Regions from separate parts of the Mus musculus genome. Here regions 1 and 2 are each linked to region 3. The links are chromatin contacts, called in public HiChIP or PLAC-seq and promoter capture Hi-C maps. All regions are on one chromosome and are shown on one strand. The core of a region is the stretch at or near the end of the contact, and the rest is flanking DNA. Distances in the headings are between cores, read along the strand shown.

Region 1 (3,334 bases), core at 688-3,187, 220 kb after region 3:
AGTGCGTGGGCATAATAATGACCAGTGTCAGAATTTTAGGGAAGGACTGCTTCAGTGGCTCTGTGTCCCGGGCATTATACAGAACATCTCACAGGCATTTCCCACATTTTAATCTGTGCAACAGCTGCAGTGTAAATATTATCACCCCATATTACAAAAATAGAAAAGGAGACCCAGAGAGGTTAAGTTTCTCAAGGTCAAGGACCTAAACCAGCAGGTATCAGAATTGGGATTGAAACTGGATTGATCTGACTTGGGTGACCCGGACAGTTGGTGTGTATGGTGTGGGCGGGGAGTGGGGGAGGGCAGAGAGTGACCTTGGCAGGAGAGAGGATATTCTAAAGAGAAACATTTGTGTTCCTTTGTGGGGCAGGAAGACCATGACACCAGATGGAAGAGCTGGTAAGGGTGAAGGAGGTTCAAAACCCTGGTAAATCTCATAATTGAGGATGGAAGGCATTAGAATCAGCTCCCGGCCAGACTCTACCTGTCCTGGAGCATGCGACCATGACACCTCACTAAGAGGACCATGATAACCAGTCACAGAGCATGAAAACTTAGAGTTCTCCATGCTAATGAAGTATCTAGATAGAATGAGCTTCCCTTCCTGGGCATCCCTTCCTGCAAACCTGTTTAATCCCTGGTTCACTCTGAGTAAGATGTAACCATTCACTTTCCCCATGAATAAAGCAGTTTGGACCAGTTAGGACTGACTCCTTCAGCAAGGATCACCAGGGGGCAGGGTGTCATTGTAAAGAGCTGCTCCTAAATAGTAGGCTTGCCTTCCAGTCCCTCCATACTTTTGGCACTTACCAAGCCAGATTCCTCCCAGTCCTGGACTTAGCGTGAGCCTCGGACCCCCCTTTGTGTGTGTGTTGCTAATTTCCTTTTTTTCTTTTTAAAATTATTATTTAATCTTTTTTTTTTTACAGTCCAGTTGTTATCCCCCTCCCAGTCCAGACTGTAAGATTTCAAACCTCTCTCCCACCCCACCCCCTTCCCCATCTCCAAGACAAAGTCCCCACCCTACCACCTCCACCCCACCCGACCACCCTGCTCCCTGGGGCCTCAAGTCTCTCAAGGGTTAGGTGTGTCTTCTCTCACTGAGGCCAGACCTGGCAGTCCTCTGCTGTATATGTGTCAGGGGCCTCATATCAGCGGGTGTATGCTGCCTCATTGGTGGCTCAGTGTCTGAGAGATCTGGAGGTCCGGGTTGGGGTTGCTGGTTGGGGTTGTCCTCCTCCTCAGTTTCTTCCAGCTTTTCCCTAATTCAACCACAGGGTTTCCCCAGACCCTTGTTCTTAAGGCCTCATAGTCCCCAGAGTAGTTGGGGTACACCAGAGTTTGAGAACCAGAGCATCCATCCCAGCCCCCACTGTTTCTCACCCAGGAAAACCCTGGCTGGGACCCCCTTTTTTATTTTTAAAGATTTATTTATTTTACTCATATGAGTACATTTTAGCTGTCTTCAGACACACCAGAAGAGGACATTGCAGATGGCTGTGAGCCACCGTATGGTTGTTGGGTATTGAACTCAGGACCTCTGGAAGAGCAGTCAGAGCTCTTAACCACTGAGCCATCACTCCAGCCGGGGACCCCCTTTCTTGGACTGTGTTCTGCCTTCTCTGAGCAGCATTCTGGGAAGCATCTTGGCATCCCAGTGGCGAGACAGAAACGTTGACTGACACTCCTTCTTTTGGCTATCAGACTATTAACAGTGGACCACAAAGAATGAAAAATTCCTCCTGAACCACAGGCGGGGTGGGGCAGTGGGAGGAAAAGACAGAGATGCCAAAGCCAGCAGGAGAAAGAGCTCATCTTCCAGGAAGAGATGACACATAGTTCTGAAAACTTGTTGGACCCCCTAGAAGGAGAGATTGGAGCAGAGACAAAGATAGTGGTAGAGACAAGAACCACACCTTGATTGTCTCTGTTAGTTATGTATACCTTGCTCGAATTTGCATAAGCCTCAGGTCAGAATCACCAAGACAAGGCCACTGGGTCCCTTTGTTATTCTTCCCGATGTGGACACATTGAACAAACTTTCTTCCTCTGCTCTTTACTGGTAATCATGCTTAGCCGGAAATATGGGGACAGTGGCTGAGCATAGCTTGTTGGGACCAGCAGAGCCTAGAATTTCACCTTCGAATTGATTTTACCAGGAAAATTGGGTCAGAATTCAGAAAGGCCAAGACTGGCATCTTGAGCCTCTTCCTCATCAGTTGGACAAGTTCCTTAGTTCTGTGACCTTTGCTGCTCACTCTTGTCTTTCTCCAGATACCTGTGACTACCAAGAACAATAAAACAACCCGAGGAACTCCTCTGCCTCCAGAGAAGCTGGTGATGAGAAAGACAGAGGCAGACATCAGAGGGACATCCATGAGGACAGGGATCTGTGACAGGGGGGATGGGAAGGGCAACCAGAAGTGAGCATGCAGCCTTTGTTGTCATTTGTTTCTGGTTGCTTTTCACTTATAACCTCATTTTTTTCTTTCAAGACTTTACTTCTTATAGAACGCCTTTCTCCAGCTGTATCCCTCCCTTCCCTGTCAAAACCCAAACTGGGTTTCAAGAGCGAATCCTTGGCTGTCCCTCATCTGGGACCCACGTCTTTTTATCTTTGTACTTTTGGTCTGGTGTCTTGAGAGTAAATTTGTTCCAACTTGAGATCTGAACGTTCCCCCTTTTGGCCTGTGTTTGAAGGCTTTGTCCCTAGCTCAGGGTACTGAGAGATAGTGGAACCTTTAGGATATAAGGCCTAATAGAGAGAGTTGGGTCATTTGGGGTGTGCCCTTCAGGGAAGAATTGGAACCCTGGCTCCTTCTTGTCTCCACCATGAAGTGAACAGTCCTCCTCAGCCACGTGCTACCACAGCCCAAGCAAAGGTACCACAGGACTATTTCAGGGGACTGAAACCCCTGAAAATCTGAGCCAGAATGAACGTTTGCTACTGCAGAAAGCTGACTAACGCCGAGCCCTTTCTGGTCTACCACCTGCATCTCTGAAGGGACCCATGTGCCTTGGGTCTGGAAGGCAGTGACTTAACTGTGGTTTGCAGTAGCGGCAGTCACATGTTGGCTGACCTGAATGGATGTGGATGGTTGTGTGTTTGAGATAATTAAACAGTATGCTAGGAATCTCCTCCACCCATACAACAGCCTTGAATGCAAGCGTTCTCAAAGCGGCAACAAGAGCCATTTTCTTTTGACGTTTTATTTTAAAAAGAAAACTTATAATTATGAAAGTATGCATGACTGCATGTTCTTTTTTAAGAATGGGGAATGTTACAGATAAAACGAAATTTCTTTCTGCCCACCATGCCTGCTTCTGAGCC
Region 2 (3,388 bases), core at 167-2,666, 150 kb after region 3:
CTGAGCTTGGATCCCCAGCATCTGTGTTAAAGGTGGGGTGTAGAGGTACATCCTGTGATGGATGCTGGTGGGGGGGCAGGTGGGGTGTGGGGGTGGACACAGTGGCTCCCGAGGGCTTCCTGCCAGATAGTTCAGCTGGAGTAGTGAGTACCATGTTCATGGAGAGACCCCGCTTCAAAAAAGAAGGTGGGGTACAATAAGGGAAGATACTCAGCATTGACCTCTGGCCTCCACGAATGCACAAATGGTATGTGCTCCTGCATACACATGCCTAACACACATATACAGGCACATGAACACTCATGCACACACTCATGCACACACAAACACACACATACCGCCACCCCCCCACATGCACATACGCATGCACACATACCACCCCCATACCCCACACACCTTTAAAATTTAATAGTCTAATGCATACAGGACCCTGTGTAGTAGCATATGCCATTAGTCTTAGTACTTGCGAGGCAGAGACAGACAGATCTGTGAGTTTGAGGCCAGCCTAGTCTACATAGCAAGATCCTGGCCAGCCAGGGATACATAGTGAGACCCTGATTTACAAAACAAAACTCTTAACATATACAGTCTCTTAGTATACTATAAATAAGTGGTTCAAGTTCAAAGGCATTAAGAGTTTGTGGGAAACAATGTTTCTGTTTCTAGAGTCTCAAATTTCAAGTTCTAATTACAGACATAGCCATGTGAGCATGGGTAAAGTTCTGAGGACAGAAGGATCAGTGAGCATGGACTGTGAGTGACTCTGGGGACCCACAGCCTACTCAGAAGCCTTGGACTTAGACCCCGTGAGGAGGGGACACAGTTGGCTTTCATCTGACAGGGCTCCCTGGTCAGGAGGAGACTTTGCAAGGGGAAGTACAACCTCCAGTTCTCGTTCGTTTACAATGAGACAACTGTTTACTCAGTGGGCTTTCCCCTGAAAGCTTTACCATTAAGTGATACAGTGTTTAAAATAATCAAATGCACAGATCGGCAAATATTTTTCTATGAAAGAATCAAATAGTGAATATTATAGGCATTCTGGGCCAAGTGGCACCAGGCAGTGGTGTTCTGTTGGTGTTTCTGCAGCAAGGAAGACAACACATTTCCAAAAAGTCTTCATTTTTGGAAAAATTCAGCAATAATAATAATGATAATAATAATAATCACAACAACAGAGTTTTTAAACAGTGGTCTACTGTTGCGGGGAGGTAGGATCTTGCTTTGTTCTGGTGCAAAGTTAGGGTTTCCTATAAAATTCTTCACAAGCGTTCATTTGCCAACGCTAATTCATAACGAACTGTTACATAACTCATCTAAAAATATAATTTCCCTCAGAGCCATACTGCCAGCTGATGCCAAATGGTCCGAGCAAATGATTTTGGCTGGCTGTGCTGTTTCTTGGGAGGCATTTGAGGGTGGGGTGGGGTGGCTGTCAGGTGATTCCACAGCTATTTGCCTCTTAGCAAGTAATTCCCTTCGAGTTGGCAGCTGAGGGAGATGCTCCTGCACGCTGCTAAGTGAACTCTGACCTCTGGACATTTCCCTTCGCTTGCTTTGAGGACAGAACCCACTGCTGGGGGCTTGACAACGATGTTTGCAAATCTATGCAGGAAGGAAGTCTTCCTTCTTGGCTAACTTTTACAGCTCTGAGGTGTGGGGAGCAGCTTGTCACCAGGTCCAAGCCAGGTGGCCACGTCCTAAGCTGTGTGCCTCGGGCTGTCTTGCCTCGAAATTTTAGGCCAGGTTCAAAGAGGAAGATTTTTTGAGTCTGCATCGAAAACTAATTTCTGACAGACATACAGCACTTGTTGGCAACAACTGAGGGTGCTGCTTCCTCAGAAAAATTCCAGTCCTAGCCCTGGGCTAAACATAAACCATAAGAAAGCATGTAGGCGTGGCCAAGCCACGGAGCTAGTGAGTTGGGGAGCACCCAGAACCATTGGGCTGCCGTTCCTTGCCGGGTCTGAGAGCTAATGAAGTGCAGGGGGCGGGGGTGGGGTGTGGGGGTGTGGGGAAACGAAGTCAGTCTAGCACCACAACAAATGCTTTTCTGTCTCCTTTCATTCCTTCCCACCTTACTTTCTGAGACAAAAGTCTCTCCCTGAACCCAGTGAGTAGCAAGCTCTGGGCAGGGGTCCTCTTGTCTGTGACCCCCTAACCCCGGGGCTGGGGTTACTGATGTGCTTGCTCTGTCACACCTGGCTTTTACACAGGTGGGTGGTGGGGATTTGAACTCAGTTCCTTGTACTTGTATGTAGGCACAACAATGGAGCTAGCATCTCCCCTCTACGAAGTACTTGTTAATGAATAGTGCAGTGTCTAACTATGGGCTTTAAATAATTTGCATTTTCACAGGCTTTGTTCAGCCCAGCCCATTTTTGCTCAACATGTATTTGTACCACAACACCTTAGCAGTGTGTGTGCGCGTGTATCCAGAAGATAATGAGAGATACCTTCCTCTATTGCGCTTTTTGTTCTGTTTTTGAGGCAGGGTCTCTCACTGAATCTGGAGCTTGCCAGTTTGGTCAGACTGGCTGGCCGGCCAGTGAGCTCCAGGGAACCCGCAAGCTCTGTGACCTTTCCCCATTCTTGGGGTTATAGAAGTCCACCACTGCTTTCAGCTTTTATGGGGGTGCTTTGGATCTGACTTCAGGTCCTCGTGCTTGCCAGCAAGCACTTTGCCAATGAGCCTCAGCCTATTTCTCAATTTTGAAAACAGTCATTTCATGTAGAACAGTGGTTCCCAACCTGTGGGTCATGACCCATTTTGGCAAGCCTCTAGCTCCAAAAAATATTTACATTACAATCCATAACAGTAGCAACATTACAGTTATGGAGTAGCAATGAATATAATTGTATGGTTGGAGGGGGTCACCACGACAGGACCCGTATTTAAGGGTCGCAGCTATAGGAAGGTTGAGAACCACTGATGTGTCTAAGAGGTAGCCACGTCTAACTCAGCACAGTGAGACCACGTCTCAAAAATAAAACCAAAAATCGCAGGAGGCTGTGGTGGACCACATCTTTAATCCCAGCACTTGAGAGGCGAGGGCTGGTGGAGCTCTGTGAGTTTGAGGCTAGCCTGGTCTACAAAGTGAGTTCTAGGACAGCCAGCGCTACACAGAGAAATCCTATGTTGGGATTAAAGGTGTGTGCCACCACCACCACCCAGCTGCAGCCTAATGATTTTAAAGCAAATCTCAGATATTATTTTATTTCAGTGTCAAATATTTGAGTGTGTTTCTAAACCATAAGGATTCTGTTTTTCATTTAGCCCTCTCACGGTAGTGTGGCTCATTCCTAGCATGGCTACCTACTGTTTTGATTTCTGCTCATCTGTATTCTTAAAGCTGGTTTATTCAGATTAGAACCTAGACAACTTCTA
Region 3 (3,356 bases), core at 616-3,115:
CCCCCCAGAGACAGCCCCTGGCTTCAGCTTGCTTCTGCCCTCTATCACTCACAAGCCATGTGACTTTAACGGGTTGCTTTGTACCTCTGAGCTTTAGTTTCCTGATAAGGAAAACAGGGATGGAATGTTAGGACCATTGTTGTGAGAGTGCAGGAAGAGACGACCTGCAGAAAGTTTAGCCCGCTATCAGGCTCAGGGGTTAATGGGTAGGATTTCTATTGTGACCCTGAGGTTCCCATGGCCCTTCTGCCTCCTAAAGGTGTCTTGGGTTTGGAAGGACCGTGGGGATGTATATCATTTCATCAGACAACAAGATCTGAGTGAACACCTTGTTGATAGGATGTTCACTGCCTGCTGTGGTTCAGGCTCAGCCCTGTCTCTGGCTCTAGTGAACAAACATATCACTGGATATAGCCAGTCTTCCCTGCCCCTCCTTCTGCACAGGAGACCTAGGCTCCAGGCCAGACTCAGCCACAGGCCTGGCAAATGGCCCTGGGCCTCAGTTTCCTTGCCCATAAAAAGGTCTAATCATTACCTGCCTAGTGGGGTGAATGAGACGGCTGGAGGGAACACCCACCCTCTACATAGCTCATCCTCTCTCAGGCGGTTCAAGCCACACTGAACCTGCCCCCCACAGCTTCCTCTGCTTACCCCCCACTGTGATCCCTTTTCCACATGACGGCCCCAATGATATGTGAAGGCTACATGGCATCCCTATGTCTGTCTCTGCTGGAATCATTAACCCAACAGAGCCAGAAGCTTTGCAGTGCTAACGAGGAGTGTGCCCACAACTTCGAGGGAGGGAGGGAGAGGGTGGCTCTGGGGGCCAGCTAGAATCTGGACTGTGGGGGAGCTAGCTGGCCACATGCAGCCAGCCTACAGCTCTCTGAGCCCTTCATGGCTTCAAGGCTTCTGCTCTAGCTAGCTCCATGCTCTTCCTGCTGCCTTCCTGCCTGCCCTAAGCCCAGTGGCCCACAGTGATCTTCCTGTACTAGATGGGGTGGGGGTGGCAGGGAGTGCAGCCCTTTCTGTTCCCATCATTTAGAGGGGCACAAGTTTACAAGAGAGAATATACTATGCAGACATGGCAGAAAGCCAAGTTGTAGGAACCAGGGAGGGGACATGTGTGGAGACTGAGGTCCCATGGAGAAAGCAGGTTAGGGGAAGGACGTATGTGGGGACAGGTTGTGCAGGAAGTGGAAGAAGGGCCCCTGTACCTACCTGCGCTTGCTCCTAAGCGGGAGGTGAAGTTCTCTTTTGGTTGCTGTGAGGAAATTGCAGCAGGAGACATTCAGGTGGTCAGCTGTTGGTAGAGAGAGCAAAGAGGCTCTAATGGGAAAATGAGGGAGAGACTGTGGGTTCCTGGGAGCTGGTGCCTGAGAGGAGAGAGGGGAGAGGGGGGAGGGGAATGGGAGAGGGGAGAAGGGAGGGGGGAGGGGAGAGGATGGACAGCGGAGCTCAGTCAGGAGTGGTCTAGCAATCTGCCTTTCATGCCTGTCCCCCACTACTTAAGATGAGAGACAGCTTGTGGCCATCAGGTGACCACTGAGAGAACCTCAGCTCAAATGCGCAATAGATAGATAGATAGATGGGCAAGTAGCTCCTACCAGGGTGCTTCAGGCCAAAAAGGAGCAGTGAGCTAAAATCTGTACCCTGTGTGTTCCTGAGGAGGTGTCTGTCATCTAATCCCCACCAGTCCTGCCTCAGGACACTACTCTCTCCAGTGGGGAGAATCTAGGCTCCTTTTAGACAGGAGGTCCCCAAGGGCTGCCTGTTCCAATGGCTCTCACACTCCATCCTTCCGAGTCAAGCCTGGAGGAGCTTGTCACTGATTGCGGGCTCTTTGTCCTCATCATCTGATTGGGTGGGTGGAGAGTCAGTCCAGGAACTGCATTGCTAGCAGACTTCCCACCGAGGCCTGGCCCAGTAGTCTTCAGCACAGCTGCTGGATTTTCATAGTTATCTCTCCAGCCTGCAGGCTCCTTGCAGATTTCTCCTTATTTATCTCCTCGTTGTTCACCCATCCTCACGAGGCGCTCATTCCCTGCACCCTCCCTGCGCATCTCCTCCTGGCTCGGCTGTGCCTGAGACAATCTTTTCTCCTGGAAAGAAAAAGAAGGTATCTCTCTATCCCTAACTCTGCTCCAGGAGCCTCCAGCTGCCCTACCCAGGCTGCTTCCCCATGGCTCACTCTTCCTCCCAGTCCTGAGCAGGAGGAGGCTCGAGGAGGGACTGTACTGCCATTCAGAGGAGTCTGGCCACAGGGGTTGAGTTGGGGAGTGCAGAAGGCAAGCTGCCAGGGAATCTGTCCTTCCTGATTGCTCCCCAACTTTCTGTAAGGTGGTGGCTGCCTGCACCTCTCTTGCCCCAGGCTATAAAGGGAACTGCTTTTCTGAGAAGGGTGAGCCAAAACACAGGTGTTTTTGTCTCAGAAGTTGGTGAACCTGGAATGTTGGAAACCCAAAAGCCACTCATTTTCAAAATTACCCATCCCCAGCTTGCCAGGTGCTGCTCGGCCCAGCCTTGGCAGTTACAGGCACCCTGGGGGAGGCAGGGGGTGGGGCCCATGCTTCAGTATATTGAGAAGCCATGGAGGCAGCTTGCAGAGACCTTACTCTGGGGGAGGGGGGTCTGAGCAGCCCCCAGCCCCATGTGGATCTTGCTGGAGGACTCTGTGCAGGGAGCCAAAGCTGAGCCCGGCTCCCAGAGCCACCCATGACTAATCACATAATTATGGGGTGAGAAGGAAGTCCTGAGAAGGTGCAGATCTGTGGTCGGTTCCTCCTCCAGCGCTGGCAGGTCCTGAGGATGGCAGGAGGCCCAGCTTCTCTCACCATGTGGGGAGAGAAACCTCGGCCCCAGTGACCACCATACTATTTGATGGCCCACAGTGGCTCCACAGATCAGCCTTGCCCACCTACAAGCCCCTCCCCAGCAGACCTCCTGTGTCTGTCTGGTACGGTTCTGAAATCCAGAGTCATATTTTTGGGTTCCTACCTTCCTGTGTCCCCTTTGACCTCTCTCTGTAAGACATTGATTCTCCCGCCCATAGGCAGGACCACTAAGGAACCCGTCTTTTTAATTTTTCTTTTTTTGAGATAGGGTTTCACTATACAACACTCATTGGTCTGGAACTCTGTGTAGATCAGCCTGGCCTCCAGCTCAGAAAGCTCCACCTGCCTGTGCCTCCTGCCTGTTGGGATTAAAGGTGTGAGCCCCCACGGCCTGCTTCTGTCTTCTTAGCCTTACTGTCTACCTTTTAAATGCTGTGCAGTGAATACATCAACATGTCAGCTCCCCTCATCCCTAACAGCAGAGGGTCAGAAGGCCAGACCCTGGGAAGAGAAAGCCTGTCA

What was found. Promoter capture Hi-C pulls out the DNA fragments that hold promoters and counts their contacts. HiChIP or PLAC-seq counts read pairs in DNA pulled down with a chosen protein or histone mark.
Region 1: a contact with region 3 is called in an H3K27ac HiChIP or PLAC-seq map of extraembryonic endoderm stem cells. The contact joins two enhancer-like sites. A contact is called at or near these places in 1 of 484 Hi-C or Micro-C datasets (nephron progenitors), 1 of 115 datasets of contacts at active chromatin or transcription factors (extraembryonic endoderm stem cells) and 1 of 9 other capture datasets (pancreatic islet).
Region 2: a contact with region 3 is called in a promoter capture Hi-C map of hippocampal neurons, with 2.4 times the contacts expected there. The contact joins two enhancer-like sites. A contact is called at or near these places in 6 of 39 promoter capture datasets (the HPC-7 cell line, embryonic stem cells, hippocampal neurons and 3 more), 3 of 484 Hi-C or Micro-C datasets (all in the G1E-ER4 cell line), 1 of 115 datasets of contacts at active chromatin or transcription factors (pancreatic cancer cells) and 3 of 9 other capture datasets (adipose tissue, embryonic stem cells and liver).

The regions. Positions count from the first base shown.
Region 1 is chr11:72,284,699-72,288,032 of GRCm38.p6, reverse strand. No RefSeq gene overlaps it. Among named protein-coding and RNA genes, the nearest start is that of Xaf1, 15 kb to the left of the region's middle. Within about 2 kb of position 1,937, at least 15 of the 459 cell types and tissues checked have an H3K27ac peak or open chromatin away from gene starts, as enhancers often do. A contact at or near this core is called in extraembryonic endoderm stem cells, where this site is marked.
Region 2 is chr11:72,347,264-72,350,651 of GRCm38.p6, reverse strand. All of the region lies in intron 6 of Tekt1 (tektin 1), which reads left to right. Among named protein-coding and RNA genes, the nearest start is that of Gm51867, 9.3 kb to the right of the region's middle. Within about 2 kb of position 1,416, at least 15 of the 459 cell types and tissues checked have an H3K27ac peak or open chromatin away from gene starts, as enhancers often do. A contact at or near this core is called in hippocampal neurons, where this site is marked.
Region 3 is chr11:72,501,015-72,504,370 of GRCm38.p6, reverse strand. The region is part of intron 9 of Spns3 (spinster homolog 3); the gene reads left to right. Among named protein-coding and RNA genes, the nearest start is that of Spns2, 13 kb to the right of the region's middle. Within about 2 kb of position 1,865, at least 65 of the 459 cell types and tissues checked have an H3K27ac peak or open chromatin away from gene starts, as enhancers often do. A contact at or near this core is called in extraembryonic endoderm stem cells and hippocampal neurons, where this site is marked.